Linked DNA regions of Mus musculus: region 1 is linked to region 2. A link is a contact called in public HiChIP or PLAC-seq data. All regions are on one chromosome and are shown on one strand. The core of a region is the stretch at or near the end of the contact, and the rest is flanking DNA. Distances in the headings are between cores, read along the strand shown. Region 1 overlaps Gm33104 (predicted gene, 33104). Region 2 has its middle 26 kb from the start of Gm40607.

Region 1 (5,279 bases), core at 491-2,990, 230 kb after region 2:
TAAAATCACTTTTATGTAATTAAAACGTCAAGAAATTGTTGAAAATTTCCTGTGTTTTCCCTATAAATATAAATTACAGTTAATGCTTGAAGCTTTTCTCCTAGGATACCAGAATTAAACTTTGCCATTTAAGCTGAGTTGGTAGATTTTGGCTTACATAAGTAATAGCTACACGTGACTTTAGATCTAACCCAAAATAAAACATAATTTTCCTAATGCTTTAATGTTATAGTAGACTTACTTTTATAGTTATGTGAAATCTAAATAATTATGTTCTTAACTGGACAATGTTATACATGCCTGTAACCTCAGAACCTAGACACTAGAGGCAAGAGAATCAAAAGTTCAAACTTGACTTCAAGTTGAAGACAGTCTGGACTATAAGAGATTCTGACTCAAATAAATTAAAGATAGATAGATAGATAGATAGATAGATAGATAGATAGATAGATCTTTTAAGTATAATCTAACATCACTAAATAAATAAATTTTTCAAAATGTTAGACATTGAATAAATAAACATCCAGGTAAATAATATGTCATTAGTACTGTCTTACCAGGTCTGTGATGGAAGGTCTATCAATGCAAATATTATAAATACACAAAATAACTTATCAGTTATTGAACATTTATCTGGAACAAAGTCATAAATTCAATATTATGCATAATACAAAAGGGAAAGAAATTTTTGTTAGAAAACAGATTTGTCATCCAAAACTTAGAGAGGAAGTCATATTGCAAAACAGAGATAGGAATAACAAAACAAACCACAAAAAAAAACCCCAAACAAACATAAAATCACTCAACATGGCCACTCAAATCCTAAAATAAATAAGAATATGCTGATTCTTAATTTGCTCAACCAGGAAAAAACAAGTGATGATCCAAACAAGAAGGTACTTGGCAAAAGGCTTATAAACAAGAGTTTGAAAGCCATTGCTTGAACTATAAACATGGAATTTTTTAAGTCTTCATAAAGAACGAAGAGCTTACAATATTTGCTAGACACATATTAGTACGCCATAATCTTCTCTGAGCTAGAAGATGGACAGTATTGTTACCCTGTAGCAAGTCCTCGGTAAAAATATGTCAAAGAAGATAATTAAGGAACCAGCTATTGCTTAGTTTATCCCAACATCCTTCACAAACTTAGAGCAGTAACTACCTGCAGGAGATGCCACACTTCTGTTATTTGCAAGCAACTTATTTTTATTTAGTGAAAGAAAAAAAATCTAATAACGGTTGTTTTAAATCTTATCCTCAGAGTTATGATATGAAAAATGTGCGTGCATGGTAATAATCATTATTTATAGTGTCTTATGGGCTAGGCACCATTCACAATCATGTATATATTTAATTTGTATAAAACTCTCTGAGGTTATGCAGTTCTTAACATTTGTGCCATTATAACCAAAACACTCAAGAGAATGAATTAAAGAAGGATTTGCCTTGGCTCAGAGATTCCAGCGCACAGTCTTTGGCACTATTGATTCTGGACTGTGGTAAAGGAATGGCCATGGAGACTGCTCACCTCATGGTAGACAGGAAGCAGAAATGGGGCTGGGGACCATGTGTTGCCTTCACAAGCACATGATTCACAAAGCCCCAGTTCCTTTGAACTTTGTTTTTAACGTGGATTACCATTGGATACCTCCAAATGTCTTAGAGGCACTGCCTCTATGATGAGTTTGCCGCAGCTTGGAAACTCTTGCTCAGCGTCCTCCCTATCAAGGTCTAGGAGAGATCTGAGGTTTTCACCCTGTGTGAAAGCAAGCAATTCAGGGCACCAGCTTTCTGAGCAAAGACACAGCCTGGGGCTGGAGACAAGACATCCTTGCTCCAAGAACAGCAGGCAAGCATGAGCGTGCTTTGTACAGTAGGTCATCATGCCACATGAAAGTAATGAAAGGAAGCATTGTGAATACCACAAACAGAGTAGGGTGGTACCTTAGCCATGTCATCTCAGGAGTAAGAGTATGCAACTTATCTTATTGGGCTATAAGAAAATTGTCCGGCCTTTGTTTCAGAGAGAGTTTATTAGGCTGGGCTATTAACAAACCAGCTTTCTGTTCTGAAAAACAAAGCTATCCAGATTTTTTAAGAGTACTTACTCACTGCACAAGCATTCCCAAAAAGATAGTTCAGAATGAAACTGTGATCTGTGTGTGCCCACACCCTCAAGGTGCTGGGAACTATCCTTCAGCAAGCTTGTACTGACAGAGTGTGAGGAATACTCTTGTTCTATGGTATTGCCCTTTCCCATTTATCTTAAATCGCCATTGAACGTGATAAAACCTAACAGAATTCAGGGAATGTTACCTACAAATATGGTACTTTGGTTTTTGGTCACGGTCACAGCAATCTATCTAATACAGTACCTTACAAAATCAAAGTTTCACTCCGAGATCCTTAGCGAAACTAGCAAGATATGATTCTCATCAAATGCTTTTGTCAAGTTTAGTCCACTCTCACTTCTGCATGGAGTCTTAGGAATGGATACTGTTCTTGGCTCTTGGTAGCCCAAGTTTAACAAATGGGATTTGTTAGGAAATTCAACCCAGAATGGATGACTTCCAAGCCCACATTAGCACCAATACATTTTACAGACATGAATTCCTGTAGGATTTACCATGGTCACCATTATGCCACAGCACTCATACAAATGTTTTAAGTGGTTGAAACACTGGTCTACAGCTATTTATCTAATTTCAACTGTTTAAATGATTACTATTCTGGAAAACGCACAAGTGCCTTTATATACACAAAACAGATGGGAGGAAAGAGAGCTAAGGTTAGAATGTTTGTGAATCAAATCTTCCATGTAGGGAGCGAGAAAGATGGCTCAGTGGGTAAGACCACTTTCTGGGAAAACAAGGAAATCTGAGTTCAGTCCTTTAGTACCCACATAAGAAGCTGGGCAGGGACATAACACATGGTTGTAATCCTAGTGCTATGGGGACAGAGGGTCACCAGGGCTTGCTAGCTGACAGCCTAGCTCCAGAATCAGTACAAGTCCCTATATTGGAAAAATAAGGTAGAGAGTGATAGAGGACAGTAGACATTCTCCGTTGACCTCCACAGGTATGCAGTCCATACCTGTGTGCATACCTCCCCAAAGCACACACAAGACACTATTTATTGTTCCACCTTCATACATACTTCAAGATAAAGGTTTTTGTTACTACAATTTTCCAGATATAGAAAGTATGCTTATGTATTCCAAGATCGCTCAATGGGGAAAGACACTTGCTGCCAAGTTTGGTGACCTGAATTTGATCCCACACAGTAGAGGGAGAGAACCAACTCTCACATGCTGTCCTTCAACCAATACACACACACACACACACACACACACACACACACGATGAGGGAGGGGGACTGGAGGAGAGAATACATAATTAAATATAATTTTTAAAATGAATAAGTATTTAGCAATGTTTGACAAAAACATTACAAACTTCAAATAATCATTAAGTAACAGAGCTCAAATTGGAGGCTAGTGTGGTCTGTTGTCCTTACCTCTCCACTGTTTCCTGACAGCACATATATTCGAAGTTTGGTTACTTTCAAACAAGATAAGGTAGGCTGAATTCTAATATACCTTTCCTGGAATCTTCTTTGAAAACCAACTTTCTGCAAACACTAATGGATAAAGAGAAAGCAATTTGTGGCATGAAATAGAGAGTTGGTATGCATGCAGCACATTCATGCCCAAGAGCCCTTGTGTGAGCAGTCAGGGACACATGGCTTGTTAGGAGTCAAAGCCATACAATGCGGTCACATCACACAAGCAAATGATGCTTACTTATACCTCCAAGTCATACTTGCCTGCTCATAGCGTGAAGATGTCATAAAGCCCTGCCTGTCACAGAGTACACTGGTCATCTGTAGAAGTTAAGTCTGCTTCTTCATCCCACCTCCATGATCCAAGAGATAAGTCCCAGCTTAAGATACATTTACAAATACCTTAGCCATGTAGCTAGGCTCTTCTTCGGCTAGATCATAACTTTAAATAACCCATTTATTCTAATCTACATTTGCCATATGGTTGGTCACCTGTGCTCAGGTACTATGCATAGTCCATCTGGGTCACATCTTCCCGGGCAAATCTCCTACTTGGTACTATCCCAGAATCCTTTCTGCTTCCCAGATGTCCCACCTCCTATTTCTTGCCTAAACTATCAGCCACAAGATTTTTATTGACAGGTGCCACATTCATACAGACACAAGACATTTTTTCTACAGCCATCTATTGCTATACAGTCATGTGCTGCACAGTGCTGTTTTGACTACTTATTAATCATGTATATCCTAGTGTTCCCATAATATTATAATGGAATAAAGAATTGTCTGTAATCTAATGACACTGTTAGGCATCAAAGTGCACAATGCACTACCAGTCATAAAAAAGTGTGTCCTAGTCAGTTATTATATAGTATTAATGACTAACCACGTGACAGGTTTATGTATTTACCTCTTATCATTATTTTAGAATATCCCTCCTATTTTTAAAAAGAACAATTTACTGCCAAACACTATGCCATGGAAAGCTGGCATCAGTCTTACAGCTCTGGTTTACCAAGAGTCTTAATTGCATCATTTTATCTATACTTGACTTAACCTCAGATGGCTTCTTTCTCATGACCCAGGACAGACAGACAGACAGACAGACAGACAGACACACACACACACACACACACACACACACTACTTATATATAATCGTTGCAGCTCTTTAGTTTCTATTCCCTCTTTATCCAACACTCAATTGAAATAAATATTTTTGTAAAATTGTGGCGATACACAAAGTTTCTTGGGAACTGTGGTAGTCCGAATATGATTGGCTAATGGGAAGTGATACTACTAGGAGGTATGGCCTTGTTGGAAAAGGTATAGCTTTGTTGGTGGAAGTGTGTCACTGTGTAGTCAGGCTTTGAGATCTCCTAGTGCTCAAGCTCTAGTGTGTGTGTGTGTGTGTGTGTGTGTGTGTGTGTGTGTATTCTTGGCTGCCTTCAGAAGAGAGTTAGTCACCTCCTTGCAGCCTTCGGATCAAGATATAGAATTCTCAGCTCCTCCAGCACCATGTCTGCTTGCATGCTACCATGCTTCCTGCCATGGTGATAATGGACTGAATGACTGAAAGTGTAAGCCAGCCCCAATTACCTCTTGTTCTTTATAAGAGTTGCCTTGGTCACGGTATCTCTTCACAGCAATGAAATCCTAACTAAGACAGTGACCTAAGGAAGAAACATGTGGAAGCAGAAAGCAACTCACACAACA
Region 2 (5,875 bases), core at 1,105-3,604:
CAAGAGAATTGCTGTCTTTTATCCCTTATAATGATTATGAATCAACTACCAAGCTCCCAGGAACAAAGTTGACCTGGCATATTGGCAGGGAAGACTACAATTAGTATTCCTTTAGTCTCTGTTAATTGCCTAACTGGTGACAAGAATATGTTAATACAGAATGAGCTAACAGAGGAGGGAAGTCTTTTATCATGTTGTCCTCCTAAATATTAGTACACTAACTGGCCATTGATGTCTATAAACAGAGATTCAGATAAATGCCTGTTCCTGTCTTTGATAATGTTGTAGATTAATTGCCATTTCATCTTAATTTAATAAGAGATCCTTTTGGATTTTTTTAATAAAAGCTTACACATGGAAAAGAAATTACTGAGATAATGATAGCATAATAAGTATAAATTGTGGTACAAATCTCCTGGAGAGATAGGAATATCCCAGAAACATGGTCAAGAGTAGGTATATTAAAAACAAACCAAATGTTTTCAGTCTAGCATAGTTCAGGTTCAACAACACTGTTATAAAGTAATTATGATATTTTAATTGAGGGTGAATAACTGACTCTCATCCCTAAGGGGTTTAATTGTGAGTTTCAGAGATCTTTTAGCCAGTGTCACACCGATATTCACAAAGTGGCCCATCAAGGAGCCATTTCTGTGTTTATCAACATTTCTGACCAATCACTCATTAGTCTGAAGTTGGTAATCAGGCTTGTCTCCTCCACAGACTCGAGTTTACACAAGATGTAGGACTTTCTGTCTTCCAGAGAAGTCATATTTTGCCCATCACCTGCTGTGTATAAATAGAGTCCACTTGGAACATAAATATGCTAATTCATTTGCTATCATTTATGGTTGCATTGGCTGTAAAATGGCACAGTTGCATGTCTATCAGAGTTCACACTGTCCCTCAAAACCTAAAATATTTATTCTCTGGTCCTTTGCAGAAAGTTTGCTGAACTTATGGAGGAGTCCTAGTTAAACCGTTATCAATAGCATGCTTGTATTAAGCCTGATCAGGAGAAGTGACGTTGTGAGTTCCATATAAAACAAGCACTAAGTGAGTTTGTAAAGGAGACTTTGCTCCAAAAGGAATTACCACCCCATCTACTAAGGCCACTTATTATAAACACAGCCCTGAGAAGATGGCTGGATAAAGAAAGACCTGTGCCTTGTACATTAGGCAAACCCGAGCATGCCATTCAGGGCCCACCCCAAGGACTTCTGGAAAATAGCTCTTCCAACAATAGCTTTGTGGTATTTGTGAGGGCAAGTTAGATAAGAGAGAGAGAGACAGAGAGAGAGAGAGAGAGAGAGAGAGAGAGAGAGAGAGAGAGAGAGAGAGAGAGCCTAAAATGTCGCTTCTGGTATTCAGAGGATTCAGTTGTCAAAACCAGCTTCATACCTGAGACCGAAATTACAAACAAAGCAGGCAAAAAAGGTTGAGCGCTGCTTCCAGCTTCTATTATATAAGAAAACACCAGAGGAGAGGAAAAGATAAAGTTACCACGAGCCAGTTCACAGTGTGGTGTGTACTCTCATGTCTGCCCTTGAGAAAAAAGGTCCGTGCTAGTTACTTGACAAATCCCACTAAAACTCTTAAGGGTTTATCATACCATAGGAAATTCAGATAGGCTCTCTTAGGAGATTTTAAAGTTTGATCAAAAAAAATTCATTGAAATTGTTTTAATTTTAAAATTAAAAGCAAATACTGAATGTAAGACTTCTAGTCTAAGTACCATAAGATCAATTTGGAGTGAACAACAGAATAATGATGGTGGACTTTCTGGTATCTTATCTTTTTTACTGTTTGAGGGGTCTTTGTGATAATGATTCATACAGGAAGATTCATATCTTACTCATGAGTCATTCATTCGTATGAATAACTCCCTGGCTCACACCTGCACCTACTGAAAAGGAAGGAGAAAGTCCCCTCCCCCATCCCTGTGCCTGTAAACAATCAGGAAGTGGGCTAGGACCTGAAATTCTGCTCAGGAGGACTCCAAACCCAGAGGGCATCTGCAGCGTTGCTAGAGTTGATTGTCGCTTTGGAGAAAGGTTGTGGTTAGTAATGATGGTGGTGGTGCTTGGTGAAGGGGAAGTAACTGGTCTTCCGGGAAGACTTAGCATATTTACAAACAGGGAGAGGGTGGGTGTTTTGTTTTGTTTTGTTTTGTTTTGTTTTGTTTTGTTTTGTTTTGTTTTTCTGATTCTTATAGGTATCATGATTCCTTCTTATTCTCCAAGAAGTGTATTTTATCTTGTCTTGCATCATCTGGTTAGCCACAGACGTCATGAGTTGTTTTCCTCTGGCCCAATCATGTGGCTCAGTATTAGAGGGCTTGCTTGCTAAAGCACCATTCCTAGTTAACGTGAACTGAATCTGTATCTGTTGCTTGTAGTCAATGAACCTGACTAAGAGAGAGCCTCTACACAGTGCCTGAGAACGGTCTCCTTTTAACTCTACCAGTTCTACTTGACTGCGTGAGATCGTAAACGGTATCTACCCAGTCCCAATCTCAGGCCTTCCTTACTTTGAATATTTCATAAATATGTTTTAGAACATTCATATATTAGCATATAGATAGAGAAGCACTCCCACTCTGCTAATGTGTAAAAATGAGCAATGCTTTATATAGAAAGTAATTCATAAGGCTAATATGAGTATTATCCTGCAGAAGATCTCCAAGCTCAAGTTCAAATTGTATGTTTTCATTATTATTTCACACTAATGATACTCTTTGTGGACTATGATGATCACTGTTTTGTTTTGTTTTGTTTTGTTTTGTTTTTTCCCCTCTTAGCGCTGATTCTCTCTAGTCACAACTTAACTTCTTGGTTTGTGCACCTATCTCCTTGGACAGTGACATGGGCATAATCCAAATGTACATGGGATACATGAGAGAACAAATGTAGCTCAGATGTGTGGAGTATAGCAGGAGCTTGTATAAAGACTATTAATTTTGCATGGAGTAGGTTGGGGCATTCAGAATCTATTATAGGAAACAAAAGGCTATAAAAGCCAGTTTCTGTTCAGAGACTATAGTGCTGATATCAATACCCAATATGGACTAAGACAACTAACACTGGGCATGGGGGAGCCATAAGACAGCACAAAATGACAGACATTGGCTGTTTAGGAAACCTAAAAGTAAACAGTAATGCAATCTGTCATGTGACATATCTCTGACAAAATGTCACTTTTGTGTAATTCTGTATAAACATGGCTTTGAGGTAAAAAGGTTGGGCCCTTCATATCTGTCAGCCTTTGTTGTCCCTACCTCATTGAGCCAATGTGCCAGTCACTGTGTGTAATCATGCTTACCTATATGAGCCAACTTGTGCTTGGTCTGCTGGCATCTGCCTGCTTAGTGCTGTGTGCTATGAATAATGTATGTCCTAACTGTCTACAATTCCTTAGATCCCCTTCAGCCTCCGTTCATCCCTCCCACAACCCTTCTTCATTGTTGGTTTTGAAGGTTGGACCTCACACTGCTCCATAGTTGAAGTACACATTGGAGTTGGGGTAGGGCAGGGTTCTAGTAGCATGAGATAGATTTGTTGAAGAAAAAAGAACTTGTAAAAGAACAAATTAAAACATGTGACATATAGATGCCAACAGGGTGGGGGAGCATGGGAATAAATATACACAATGATAAGAATCTGTATTTCATTATAAGACGTTTGAAAGGAGTTCCACATTTAGGCAGGATACAACGTAATAAGATTAAAGGTTGTAGACATCTACTAGCAGGAGCAAGATGCAAAATGAGTTAGGAATCAAGATCAGAGAGCCTGGCATGCTAGCTCACACCTGTAAGATCAGCAGTCAAAAGACTGAGGCAGGAGAAAAGAAGGTCTGGGCTACATAGCAGAATCCTGTCTCAAAAAGTTAATTTGTCACTGAAAAGGGAGACATAACAACAGATCCTGAAGAAATCCAAAACACCATCAGATCCTTCTACAAAAGGCTATACTCAACAAAACTGGAAAACCTGGATGAAATGGACAAATTTCTGGACAGATACCAGGTACCAAAGTTGAATCAGGATCAAGTTGACCTTCTAAACAGTCCCATATCCCCTAAAGAAATAGAAGCAGTTATAAATAGTCTCCCAGCCAAAAAAAGCCCAGGACCAGACGGGTTTAGTGCAGAGTTCTATCAGACCTTCAAAGAAGATCTAATTCCAGTTCTGCACAAACTTTTTCACAAGATAGAAGTAGAAAGTACTCTACCCAACTCATTTTATGAAACCACTATTACTCTGATACCTAAACCACAGAAAGATCCAACAAAGATAGAGAACTTCAGACCAATTTCTCTTATGAATATCGATGCAAAAATCCTCAATAAAATTCTCGCTAACCGAATCCAAGAACACATTAAAGCAATCATCCATCCTGACCAAGTAGGTTTTATTCCAGGAATGCAGGGATGGTTTAATATACGAAAATCCATCAATGTAATCCACTATATAAACAAACTCAAAGACAAAAACCACATGATCATCTCGTTGGATGCAGAAAAAGCATTTGACAAGATCCAACACCCATTCATGATAAAAGTTCTGGAAAGATCAGGAATTCAAGGCCCATACCTAAACATGATAAAAGCAATCTACAGCAAACCAGTAGCCAACATCAAAGTAAATGGAGAGAAGCTGGAAGCAATCCCACTAAAATCAGGGACTAGACAAGGCTGCCCACTTTCTCCCTACCTTTTCAACATAGTACTTGAAGTATTAGCCAGAGCAATTCGACAACAAAAGGAGATCAAGGGGATACAAATTGGAAAGGAGGAAGTCAAAATATCACTTTTTGCAGATGATATGATAGTATATATAAGTGACCCTAAAAATTCCACCAGAGAACTCCTAAACCTGATAAACAGCTTCGGTGAAGTAGCTGGATATAAAATTAACTCAAACAAGTCAATGGCCTTTCTCTACACAAAGAATAAACAGGCTGAGAAAGAAATTAGGGAAACAACACCCTTCTCAATAGTCACAAATAATATAAAATATCTCGGCGTGACTCTAAGGAAGTGAAAGATCTGTATGATAAAAACTTCAAGTCTCTGAAGAAAGAAATTAAAGAAGATCTCAGAAGATGGAAAGATCTCCCATGCTCATGGATTGGCAGGATCAATATTGTAAAAATGGCTATCTTGCCAAAAGCAATCTACAGATTCAATGCAATCCCCATCAAAATTCCAACTCAATTCTTCAACGAATTAGAAGGAGCAATTTGCAAATTCATCTGGAATAACAAAAAACCTAGGATAGCAAAAACTCTTCTCAAGGATAAAAGAACCTCTGGTGGAATCACCATGCCTGACCTAAAGCTTTACTACAGAGCAATTGTGGTAAAAACTGCATGGTACTGGTATAGAGACAGACAAGTAGACCAATGGAATAGAATTGAAGACCCAGAAATGAACCCACACACCTATGGTCACTTGATCTTCGACAAGGGAGCTAAAACCATCCAGTGGAAGAAAGACAGCATTTTCAACAAATGGTGCTGGCACAACTGGTTGTTATCATGTAGAAGAATGCGAATCGATCCATACTTATCTCCTTGTACTAAGGTCAAATCTAAATGGATCAAAGAACTTCACATAAAACCAGAGACACTGAAACTTATAGAGGAGAAAGTGGGGAAAAGCCTTGAAGATATGGGCACAGGGGAAAAATTCCTGAACAGAACAGCAATGGCTTGTGCTGTAAGATCGAGAATTGACAAATGGGACCTAATGAAACTCCAAAGTTTCTGCAAGGCAAAAGACACCGTCAATAAGACAAAGAGACCACCAACAGATTGGGAAAGGATCTTTACCTATCCTAAATCAGATAGGGGACTAATATCCAACATATATA

Evidence for each region. HiChIP or PLAC-seq counts read pairs in DNA pulled down with a chosen protein or histone mark.
Region 1: a BATF HiChIP or PLAC-seq map of CD8 T cells shows a contact between it and region 2, with 15 read pairs. The contact joins two enhancer-like sites. A contact is called at or near these places in 1 of 484 Hi-C or Micro-C datasets (the G1E-ER4 cell line) and 2 of 115 datasets of contacts at active chromatin or transcription factors (CD8 T cells and embryonic basal ganglia).

Annotation. Positions count from the first base shown.
Region 1 is chr10:19,496,586-19,501,864 of GRCm38.p6, forward strand. The region is part of intron 2 of Gm33104 (predicted gene, 33104); the gene reads left to right. Among named protein-coding and RNA genes, the nearest start is that of Gm33104, 13 kb to the left of the region's middle. Within about 2 kb of position 1,741, at least 34 of the 459 cell types and tissues checked have an H3K27ac peak or open chromatin away from gene starts, as enhancers often do. A contact at or near this core is called in CD8 T cells, where this site is marked.
Region 2 is chr10:19,266,282-19,272,156 of GRCm38.p6, forward strand. No RefSeq gene overlaps it. Among named protein-coding and RNA genes, the nearest start is that of Gm40607, 26 kb to the left of the region's middle. Within about 2 kb of position 2,355, at least 23 of the 459 cell types and tissues checked have an H3K27ac peak or open chromatin away from gene starts, as enhancers often do. A contact at or near this core is called in CD8 T cells, where this site is marked.